Regions from separate parts of the Hordeum vulgare genome. Here region 2 is linked to region 1. The links are chromatin contacts, called in public Hi-C maps. All regions are on one chromosome and are shown on one strand. Each heading gives the region's core, a stretch centred on a gene start, on an enhancer-like site or on the middle of the called end of the contact. The rest is flanking DNA. Distances are from core to core; before and after follow the strand shown.

The links. A called contact is a pair of places that touch in the nucleus more often than the background predicts.
Region 2: a Hi-C map of seedling shows a contact between it and region 1, with 1.9 times the contacts expected there. The contact joins the promoter of LOC123412005 here to the promoter of LOC123440019 in region 1. A contact is called at or near these places in 2 of 6 Hi-C or Micro-C datasets (leaf and seedling) and 1 of 1 datasets of contacts at active chromatin or transcription factors (embryo).

Annotation. Positions count from the first base shown.
Region 1 is chr1H:394,672,650-394,678,451 of MorexV3_pseudomolecules_assembly, reverse strand. It overlaps LOC123440019 (alpha-glucosidase 2-like), which reads left to right and starts at 2,611. Exons shown (of 23, transcript XM_045116615.1): 1 at 2,611-2,757; 2 at 2,859-3,123; 3 at 4,737-4,805; 4 at 4,905-5,042; 5 at 5,123-5,240. The coding sequence starts at 2,645.
Region 2 is chr1H:394,920,222-394,926,169 of MorexV3_pseudomolecules_assembly, reverse strand. It overlaps LOC123412005 (probable calcium-binding protein CML15), which reads right to left and starts at 2,473. Exons shown (of 1, transcript XM_045104964.1): 1 at 1,589-2,473. The coding sequence starts at 2,378. The coding sequence ends at 1,809.

The DNA of each region.
Region 1 (5,802 bases), core at 1,362-3,861:
GCTCCCTGAGCACTGAGACGTAGGGCTATTACCTCCACCGTAGAGGGGCCTGAACTCATACAACCTCGCCGTAGCTAAGGCTCTGCCCATCCCTTTCGTACCCTACACATCTACTGTCAGGCTTATACCCGCGACACTATGCGTATAGCACCTTGCTATTAACACGAAAGTTATCGAGGGTTTGTTTTCAAACAACCCACCCCGGATCAAAAAGTTACCATGTTGTTTGTGGGTGAGTTATCAGTTTGGTTCTGCGCATGTTATCATGCCTTTTATACATAATTTACCATGTAATTTTTCAACAATCCCCCCTCCGCAAGTCGAAAATAGTTATCATGTCTCAGCTAAGTAAGTTATCAACGCTGATGTGTGTAGATTACCATGCTAGTAGACATGAGTTACCACGGAAGGGAGGTTCAACAACTTTGTTCTCTGATAAAAAAAATTACCACATTTCGGCTAAGTAAATTATCAGCTCTATTGTGTGTATACTGTGCGTGTAGCACGTTGCCATAAACACAAAAGTTATCTGGGGTATGTTTTCAAACAACTCACCCCGAATCAACCATGTTGTTTGTGAGTGGGTTATTAGTTTGGTTGGGCGCATTATCATGTTTTTTATACATAATTTACCATGTAATTTTTCAACAACCCTGTCGGCTCCGCAAGTTGAAAATAGTTATCATGTCTCGTCTATGTAATTTATCAAACCTAATGTGCGTAGATTATCATGCTAGTAGACATGAGCTACCAGGAAGGGCGGTTCAACAACTCCCTCCCCCTTTCAAAAAATCACCACACTTCGGCTAAGTAAATTATTAGCTCTATTATGCGTATATTACCATGTTAATTTTTCATATAAGTTACCGGTGTATGTTTGTTAACAACTTATTTTCTTGGGTCAAAAGTTATCATGATGTTTGCGCGTGAGTTATCAGCCACGACGTGCGTGCATTACCATGTATTTACATGAAAGTTATCGGGGTATGTAATCAACAACTCACCCATCCCGGGGTATGTTTTAGTAATGCACTAGCAACTCTTGAGGAAATAAAAGCAGCCTAACATGTATTTAAGCACTAGTGAGATATTAACCCAGATGGCTAGCAAGAATAGGACTGAGCCACTAGGTACAAGGTTTGATTCTTGTTGTCATCATTTTTTATGAGAAAAATCAATAGCGAACAAAAAAATCAAATCAAAATCAAATGTACTATGGTTTTCAAGAGAAGGAAATAAAAATCAGTAAAATTGGTACTAAAACGAATCAAGGGATCAAGAGGGGAAGTATGCGGAAGCGTTCAGATTTTTAATCTTAACAAAAAGCAACAACACGTTATATTCGAAGCCTGGCCTTTTGTGATAACGACGAGATCTAGGTGGGATGGTTAGTGTGGTGTCGCACGTCAATGAGATCGGGGGTTCGATTCCACTCCTCGCCCTTTTATTTTTCTCGCCATGAGATAAATGTTCGTTAGCGATCGTGCGATCCCGATCCTGCGGCGCCGAGTGCGTGCAGATCTGTTGCAATATTGGAAGTTAGAGCATCTCTAGCAGACCCGTATAACGCCGACCCGTAAAACACGTTTATAGTTTGCAAAAAAACGGTTTTACGAGCCGGCGCGGGGAAGGGCAGAGTCAGACCCCGCAAAATAAACCTGTAAAAAAGGATATTCGCGCAAGATGCTTTTTAAGGGTTGGCTCGAGCTACGGCGGAACAGAGCCCTTAAACTTAAACTGTAAATCGAATTTTCGTTTACATTTTCCTCCACATCTTCTTTCTCTCGCTCGTGTCATGATCAACTAAATTTGTTCCTAAATACGGAGTTGCCAATCCCTGAATCCATCGAGAAGCTAGTAGCTCCTCTGTCCATGAATCTATCCACGAGCTAGATAACTAGCTCCTCCGTTCACGAGTCCATCCAGGAGCTAGCTAGCTAGCTAGTTCTTCCGTCCACGAATCCATTCAGGAGCTAGATAACTAGCTCCAATGTCCACGAATCCATCTAGAGTTAGCTAGCTCCGCTCGTGGAATTCATCCAGGAGTCCGGAGCTAGCTAGCTAGCTTCCATCGCCGACGCCGAATCCAGTCAGGACGAGCGGGGCGGCGTCATGGGACGGTCGGCCGATGTTCGGGGACGTCCGGGGCGGCGTACGGTGGACGTGGACCGCGGATGCGAAAGTTTCCGTGGCACGCTCTCGCCAATTGCTTTATCTCCATATAAGGAACAGTAGAAGCGGATGCGAAAACTGTGTTTTGCAGATCGGGAGGAACTTTTTACCGTGTCCCGTAAAAATATTTACAGATCCGACACGTTTACAGGGTTTGAACGAGCAACTTTTTCATACAGACATATATTTTGACGACTATTTTACAGCTCAAAACATTATACGGGACTGCTAGAGATGCTTTTAGCATTCACGTTGATAAAATTTATTTGCAACCAAACAGACCCTATCCCACATGACAGGTGGGCTGCATGCCGTGCGCCGAGCTAGAAACGCCGGAGCTACAGTGCCCATACCGTCAGACACCTGGATCCAAGACAAAAGTAGACAGGCACTGCCAGTCCGCATTAATTATCAAATCCGAAACCACGCAAGCGAACGAGCAAATCGCGATCGGCTCCACTGTACAGAAGAGATGCTGGCTCCGTGCACCCAGAGGGCCGCACCTCCACTCCTCGCCTCCCACGCCCACTCCCACGCCCACTCCTACCGAGGCAGTCCACACGCCCCTCGGCTCCCTCCTCTCAGGTTCGTTCCTCCGATCGACCTCCATCCCCGAGCGCTCTCCCGGCTCCAGCGTCGATCCGCGATTCCGGTCTGGATCCCTCACCGCGCTGAGGTCATCGCAGGTGCTTCCGCGCGAGTCCTCCGCCCGCGGCCGCGGCGGGGGTGGTGGCGACGATGGCCGCGCCCGTCGGGGAGATGGTCTGGGTGCGCGTACTGGAGGAGGGGGTGTTCCGGTTCGACGCGTCGGAGGGCGCGCGCTCCGCGGCCGGGCCCAGCCTGTCGTTCGCCGAGCCGCGGCGGCGGGAGGAGCCGCGCGAGGGCGGGGATCGTCCCGCGGTCGTGCCGGCGTGCGAGGTGGCCGGGAATGTGCAGAAGGTCGTGATTAAGGTATGCGTGGTTCGCACAGACGTGCTACTCTTTTACTGCGAGTGACTCTCTGGCTGGAGGATGAGAAAGAGAAGCATGTGATGCTGATGCGCGCGTGTGGTAATTATTTTGGCAATGTCGACGTGCTTTTATGTGTTTGATCTGCGGGTGTCGTATGGATTGTGTTAATGTCATGCTTAGGGATACTGTAAAATTGTTCATTTTAAACCTGGTCTTTCACAGCAAAAAAAAAAACCCTGATTGATAGAACGTTCTGCTACCAACACTTGAAAAGGCTGCTTTCAAGGCAAGTTACTTTTGGAAACAAGGGGGAAAAAGCTAGGTCAGTCCAAGGAAAAGTTAGGTAGTAGCCAATCCTCGAACGTATCATCGAGAAATATATCATATACATATTGCGTTGGATTGCCTTTGCATGTTCGCTTGTCACTGGTCCAACATGTCCTTCCTTGCTTAGCATGACGATGCCCGAGGAACCTGGCGTATCATCTCTTCTCTTGAAAATGAGTCGTCCTCGACACTGTGACAGGGAGAGAGATCGGTGATGTTGAACGTGTTGCTCGCGGAATACTTGTCCTTGGGAAGGTCGGTCTTGTAGGCGTTGTCATTTGAAGGATTTAGGAAGGTCCATCTCCTCTAGGCATAAGCTTGGACTTCCTCTGCTTTGGGAATTGCTTCTTCTGAAGGTGTACCTAAGCGAGATCATCGGGGTTGAAGATCGTCAAACATCAGTTCTTGTTAACCTTGGCGGCTTGGTGTTGCACTTGGTGCTTGATGTTGGCCTTGGTAGACTCATGGAGCTTCTTGATGTACGCTCGTTTGTTAGCATCCATACGTGACCTCTCTTGGAATGATAGTGGAAGTAGATTGAGGGGTGTGAGTGGGTTGAAGCCGCACACCACCTCAAATGGACTCTTGCATGATATTGAGTGGAGAGCGCGATTGTAGGTGAACTCAACATGTGGGATGCATTCCTCCTATGACTTCAAGCGTTTCTTTATCAAAACGCAGCGATGTATGGTGGTGCAGCGCTCATGTTGCGAGCGGCGATTGGCAGTTCTAGGCCTCGGCACAATTTGCGGTCGGAAGCTCATAGTCCACGATGCCATCGACTTGCTTCTCCAAAGTGGAAGAGGCCCAATTCTTCCCATTTTCTGCAGAGTCAGATTCTCTTTTCCTGTGGCAGGGGTTTGGTAGGCTTAGTGTGCTTGGTGCTTCTGTGGATGGCATCTAGGCCAGGGTCTGTTTGGTGGCGTCAGTTGTAATGTCTGTCCGCCGGCTGTTTGTCGTGTTCTTGTCTTGAGTGTTCGATTATCAATGTATCGAGGTGCAAGCTTTGCGTTTTCTCAAAAAACAAACAAATAATGAACATTAAGTTTGGATAGAAGGTGGTAAGTGAATTGTTTTTAGAGTTAAGGGGTTTCTTCTATAAAGTTATTTGGGTTTATGCTTTATCAGCCCATAGTTCAGGAGGGTAATGTGCATTATCTCTTAACATGATAATGATGTGTTTACGGCTTTACGCCCTCTGATACCGTATCCTTGCAACTGTAATATTGCTAAAATATTGAACGTATGTAGTTTATCTACTAACTTGATATCCTTTCAACAAGCAGCTTCCTTCTGGGACGTCTTTCTACGGCACAGGAGAAGCTAGTGGTCCACTTGAAAGAACTGGGAAACGAGTATGGGTCTTCGATGAACGTATAGTTATGTCCCATTCCTGCTTCCTCAACAAATGAAATAATTTCCTCTCTTGGTCTCTCTTGGTATCTCCCCATTAGGTTTTCACTTGGAACACAGATGCATGGGGTTTTGGGCCAGGGACTACTTCATTATATCAATCACATCCTTGGGTTTTGGCTGTCCTCCCTGATGGAAAGGCATTCGGTGTCCTAGCTGACACCACACGGCGATGTGAGGTATGTTCCCTGAATTTCTCTGTAGCTTATATGATGAACTGATCTGTTTCTCTTAACTTAATTGTCATTTACTATGTCAGATTGACTTGAGGCAAGAATGTACTATGAAGTTTTCTGCCCCATCTGCTTACCCTGTCATTACTTTTGGACCATACAATTCTCCAGCTGAAGTTATGATGTCATTGTCCCATGCAATAGGTATTTCTCGTCTCATAATCAATCTCTTCCCGTACTAAATGTTTATCAGATGTACCTTTCATGTCCAGTGCTTTGAACTTTAATCATACTGTATAGAAACTCTTGAAGCTGTATATCTTTGCTCTAGTATGGAAGTAGGCATGTTTTCTATAAAATTTAATTCCATTTTGACAAGAAAAAGTATACAAGTTATCATATGGGTGTGCACAATATACAGTTCTAAGTCTAACTGATTTTGCATTATTAGTTGGAGCTTGGCACTGCTAAATATATTCAGAGTGAAGTATTCCTTAGAACAATTGAGCCACTGGAAAATTGTAGTATTGCAGTAGCTCTTTGGTGTGCATCATATCTCTGTATTGTGTCTGCAGTTTGACCCCAAGAGCCATGCGCTATCTAGCACAGTTTTCTTGCTTCGTTTTGCTAATTAGTAATTACATTTATCTAATTGGTCATAGCATAACCCAAAGTTGGAACTTATATGTGGATATGTTACTCCCTCCAGTTCCATAAAAATTGTCCTTTCAATCTAAGTGTTTTGAATGTTATAAGTGATCAAAGT
Region 2 (5,948 bases), core at 1,224-3,723, 250 kb before region 1:
TGGTTGTACCATACGTGACAACTAGGTAAACACACATAACAACTATCCTCGGATAACTAAAATGTCACCTTGCGGGTAACTATAATTAATCAAAACAAAGAGAGTTATCATGTTTTTACAACTACATTTATCATCCCGGATAACTAAAGTTACCATCTTTGGAGGTAACCAGGGACGATTCTAGGGGGGGGACGGGGGGGACGGGGGGGGGGGGGGTCGGCTAGACCGCCCCTAACAAATTGATTTATCTACTATAATAATTGTTGTTGTAGCTAATTTTTTTATTTTATATGAACTTTGCCCCTCCATGAACAAACTTGCCCCCCTATGCTTGCATGTTGGCTTCGTCCCTGGAGGTAACTAAAGTGTCATTCCGCGGGTAACTAACGTAGGTGCGTCAGGACATGTGAACAAATTTGCTTCGTGCCACACGCACAGGATGGAGATAAGTAGTATTTGTTGGGTGTGTGGCAAGTAGTTGCGCCCACATGTGTGGACAATTCTAATATTCGTCGACAGATGACACATGAGAACTGCATCTGCGTATGCCACACACGGTGTATGAACGAATGTCTAATATGTCACACGTATGATAAATATCGGGACTCTGTAATAAAGCAAGGGAATTTATTTATTTTTGGGTGAAGGGAAACCAGAGAGCTGGACCTTTCTGAAGGCATGTTCTACAGGAATGTTGCTGAAGACGAGGGGTTAGCTGCCTAGCTAGCTCGTGGGTTATCTGTCCTGGCGGCTGCGTGATCTCACTGAAGATGGGGAGGTCGTGGGTTGTCTGTCCGGTCCTAGCGCGGTAGCGTCCTGTGCATGTCCTAAAGACAGCAAACACGATACTCCCCCTTCCTAAATATATATATTTTGAAGATATTATTAATGAACTACATACAAAAAATATTTACGAATATACATTTTAAATTATATCTATATACATCCGTATGTAGTTTTTTAATGGAAACTTAAAAAAAGTATATTTAGGACTTATATTTAGGAACGGGAGCGAACGAGGTATCATCATGGCACTTGGCACTCAAGTATTGTTGGTAGGACGTACTGTAATTATTTTTGAGATTCTTGGCGTCGTGTCATTGTTTTTGGAACTGCAGCTTTAGCTCAACTGTCAATTTCATCAGATGCATTGCAGGTTTGGGCTACAACTACTAGAGGTTTTGTTGTTTATATACTCTACTCGGGCAGAATGATTGTCTTTGACGAAAACAACGGCAGCCAGCGAGCCTGGGACACATGTACATGTCCCTTTCATTTATCAAATCCTCACGGCTCTCGGTTTGCATCAGGTACGTACATAGGAGTAGAAAAGTTCACATGAAGCTCGCTCCCTCTTAATCACTTCAAGAAAGTAATCCGGCCGCGTGTTACAGATGGAATTTGGCATGAAACTGAAAGAAAGTGGAAGTAATCTGACGCCAAATAGACAACTAATCATAATAACTGACAAATCCGGCTGGTGTTACTATCTAGAATTAGACATAAAAGTGCAAAAAAATGGAAGTTGTGGAAGCATTCAACAGCAAGAACCGCTGATGGGCATTTGGAAATCTGATGGCAAATAATATAGATAAGTGCACATAAAATTCGACATTAGAGGATTATTCTTCAGCGTCGATACAGCAATTCCGATAACATATATACATCAAAATTAATCGCACACCGATAATGTTGGTGTGATCTGCGACTATGTATAAAGCTAGTAGTAGTAAGTAAGTATTTGGCGGTGGGTGGTCGGGCGTATTTACACGGTCTCGCAAAAGAATGTAGGAACAGACGGACGGTCTTCAGGCGCGGACGTTGCCCTGGGCGATGGCGAACCCGGCGCCGTTGGCCATCATGAGCTTGAACTCGTCGAAGGAGACGAGGCCGTCGCCGTTGCGGTCGACGCCCTCGATCATGCGGCGGCACTGCGCGACGGTGGCGGCCTCGCCGAGCCCCCGCAGCACGCGCGCGAGCTCGGCGGGGGAGATGACGCCGTTGCCGTCGGCGTCGAAGACGCGGAAGGCGTGGCGGAGGTCCTCCTCGACGGCTGCGTCGGGCGCGGCGTTGATGGCGGCGAACTCGGCGAGGCTGATGTAGCCGTCGCCGTCTGCGTCGGCCTCCTCCATCATGCGCGCCACCTCGTCGTCGGTGACCGCGTGGCCCACGCTCTCGAAGAGCGCCGCCAGCTCCGCCCGCGAGATCCTGCCGTCGCCGTTGGCGTCGAACTTGCGGAACACGCGCTCCATCTCGTCCTCCCTCGAGGCCCCGCGCGCGGGCGACGGCGGCGCTGACGACCTGGAGGAGGAGGTGGACCGCCGGCTCCCACCGTTGCCGCTCCGGCTCCGTGAGAAGAGTGACCGCATCTTGCCCATGGTGTTGTCGCTGCGGGATGGAGGGGTGGACGGAAACTTGGGGTTGGGTGATGATCTTGTCTTGTGCGAGGTTAACAGGCGGGTTGATGAGGATCGATGTGGAGGTCGGGAGGCGGGGCGTACTTATAGGCGAGGCGCGCGGAGAGGGAGGGCGGGAGGGAGGGGGACGCGTTTTTTGGGTTGTTGCTGCCGTTAAGGATTCTGTTGCGCGTGAGAGGGGGCGAGGGGGGGTTGACAGGTGGGGTCTGGAGCCTTCCCGGCGCCTAACCTTTCGGAGGAGCCGCGCGGACGGATTTTGCTATTGTTTGCGCGTCTTTTCCGTTGGACTTTGCTTACCCCGTTACGGATAGGGCTGCCATGCCATGCATGGTGGACGCGCGCCCCTGTTTTTGCGGCGCGGCGGGGCGGGGCGGGGGAATACCGACTGAATACTGGATGGATGGAGCTTTGCGGCGGGAGCGCGTTCGGCTGCCGTGGCGGTACCTATCGCGACTCCTTTGTTTCTTTCTTTTTCGGAACGACCACGCGTGCGGTGCAAGCCAAGTCGCCGAGCCTCGTTTGCCACACGCAGCATCGCAGACTTTCTACGATACGATATGGTGGTGAACGCCGGCCGTGCGCGCCCAAAACACCACCGGCCTACGTGGCCGCGATCGCGTCCGTGGCAGCGGCAGCGGCTCCCACGGCGGCAGGCGCTGGCTAGGTGCTCCGCGCGTCCTATGGCTCGCTGCCGCGTCGCCGTCCGTGCGCGACGTGGAGGCCGTGGGTCGCGTCGCGTTCGGCTGGTGCCTGCGAAACCGGGGGCCGGGGGGCCCGTTGGTTTGGCGTTGTGTGTGGGACGAGGACAGAGTAGTCGGTGCTCTGTCATGGTCATGTTCATGTCACGTCGTAGTCGTCGTCATGGATAGGTCGCGTCGCGAGACATGACTGCACGGGACGACGGGGAGGAGCGGCAAAGCAAGCCCGCCCGCCCGTCGTTTGCACCAACGGCGAGGCCGCTGCAAGTGACGTGTTGATCCAACGGGTGGGGGGCATCAACAAGGGGTTGCTTTCTGCCTAGCGGTGACTAGTTGCCATGGACGCAATGACGAAAGGATTGCATCAAAATCACCGGGTGCGTGTGGAGCACTGATTCCTTTTCTCTCTATTTTTTGTGTCTCAAAGCAACTCCAACGCACCGATTTGTGTGTGCACGTTCGTTTCGATAGTAACGGACAGAAAAATCATTCCAACGCATCAATCAAAACTGACGTGTGTCGTTTTTTCATCCGCATGTCAATCCATTTTCTATCCATTTTAAGACCGATTTGCGTCGGCGTGGACACGAGACGGACGCGCGTGTCGCGCGCAAACTACTCACTTGACCCGCCGGTCGGTGGCAAAGCCTTCCCATTTCCCTCCGCTTTCTCAAAACCCTTTCGCCCGCGCGCTCCCAGCCGCTCGCCATGGACGACGGACTCGATGCCGCCAGCCTCGCCTCTCTCGCCTTGTCCGACATCACGACCACCCCTTCCCGCAAAGGCAAGCCTCGCGCCCCCCAAGATCACCACCGCGCCCAAGATGAAGAAGGAGCTGGCAAGGAAGTCGACAAAGAAAAAGGGACGGAGGCACACAATGGACGCAAGGGACTAATCAGAGACCGTCGCGACCATAGCCGCCGTAGCGTAGCGGGAGGATACCGCTACACGTGTCACGACAGCAACGAGGGAGGCGCTATTGTACTTAGGGTTAAACCCTGGCCAGCACGGGTCGTCAACATCATCGTGGCCGCGGCTAGCACATGCTCATCTGTATTTCCTTGAATGGTGCTGCCAGAGTCGCCCCGGCGTCGATGACTCACCAGATTCCCGGCTTCCACGTCTACCCGCAAGCGTCCCATCTCTCCGAGGAATGCTCGCTGGAGGTGAGCGTGGTGGCGCCTTCCACGCCCGCGTTCGCGCCCGTGCCCGTCGACCTCAACGCCACACCGGTAGCCGGTGGCTCATCATCCGGTGGGCCAAGGAAACGCGCGCGGGAGATGTCAGCCGACATGCTCTCCGGCGCCCGCAACCCGTTCGACGGAATGTCGGCAGCCGTCAATGACGTGATTACCGCTGTGTGCACATCATCTTCGAGGGTGATGTGGCGGCCGCTGGCGGTGCCGCCGCGGCTGTGGCTCGCTACGATTAGGGTTGGGCGTTCGGTTTATATGGTTAATACGGTTCGGTTTATTTGGTTCTATATAATTTCAGTTTTGAAGGAATAGAAACTGAAATAGTCATTAAAAATTTAGAAAACGAACTATATTAACCATAATATATCGGTTCGGTTTGCTCGGTTAACCGAAAAACCAAAATTCATGCACTTGTTAGTATAAGTGTAATGATTCGAGAGCACTGATTTGGATGGTATAATATGCAAAAAGGTAATCACAAGTTCTAGCAACCTTAATATCATTCTATGGTTTATTCGGTCGAGCAAACTAGTAAAAATAATTAAGTAGAAAAAGCACATGGAATGTGAAATGTATTATGTGCGGAGAAATGTGTGATGCCTCCATACTGTTGCACTTTCGGAAACAAGGTATTACATGGGGTATCCCACATATCGGTTTGTTCGGTTTATTCGATTTCTGGACTTCAAAAACCGAACAAAAACAAAACACCAAACAATCTTAAAATTTCCCACCGAACCAAAAATCAAACCACCAAATAAACCAACAAATCGGTTAATACGGTTTGGTTTGGTTTGGTTTTTTGGTTTTTGGTTTTATAGTGCCCACCCCTAGCTACGATCCCGAAGAGACCCAAAGGCAGGACGACCGAGGCGGGCCGATCTATGATCAAGCTGGCATGTAGTCCACCTTCATGCAAGATCAGGTTGACCTCGACCACGTGTTTCCGGATGACTACGGCCTCGAGGAAGAGGATGAGGTGGACATTGACGGGGACGAGCTCACCAACCAAGCCATCAGGGTGCAGCCGAAGCGCAAGATCACATAGACGAAGGCATTCACGGCGGCCGAGGACAAGCTCCTTTGTGAGTGTTGGAGGGACATTGGACAAGATTCCAAGGTCAGCGCCGGACAAAGGGCATCAACCTTTTTTATTCGTGTCCATCGTCAATTTCACGAACGCAAAAAGTTTTCGTCGTACCAAATGCAAAGCACGCGTGGGTGGGTGTCCAGTTCGAAGCGATGGAAGGTGATCCAACAAGAATGCAACAAGTTTTGTGCCACATATGAGACCATGAAGGCACGTCCCGTGAGTGATATCGGCATGCAAGACATGGTATGCATGCATACGTCCCTCTTTGTTTGCACGTCCATTTCATATTTATTTACTAATATGCTTGTATATAATTCATTTCTAGGCATTCTAAGCTTTGGAGTTATTCAAAGTCCAACACGAATGCAAGTTCTTCAACCTTTCTCATTGCTGGAGGATCATCAAAGATGAGGAAAAATTCAAGCTCCAATATGCCGCTCTCACAACGCATGGCGGGAAGGAAGCTGTAGAGGAGGTTGTGGAGGGTGAGAAGCCACGACCGCGGGAAAAGACCAACTCCAAGAAGGAGGACAAACGGGATGCG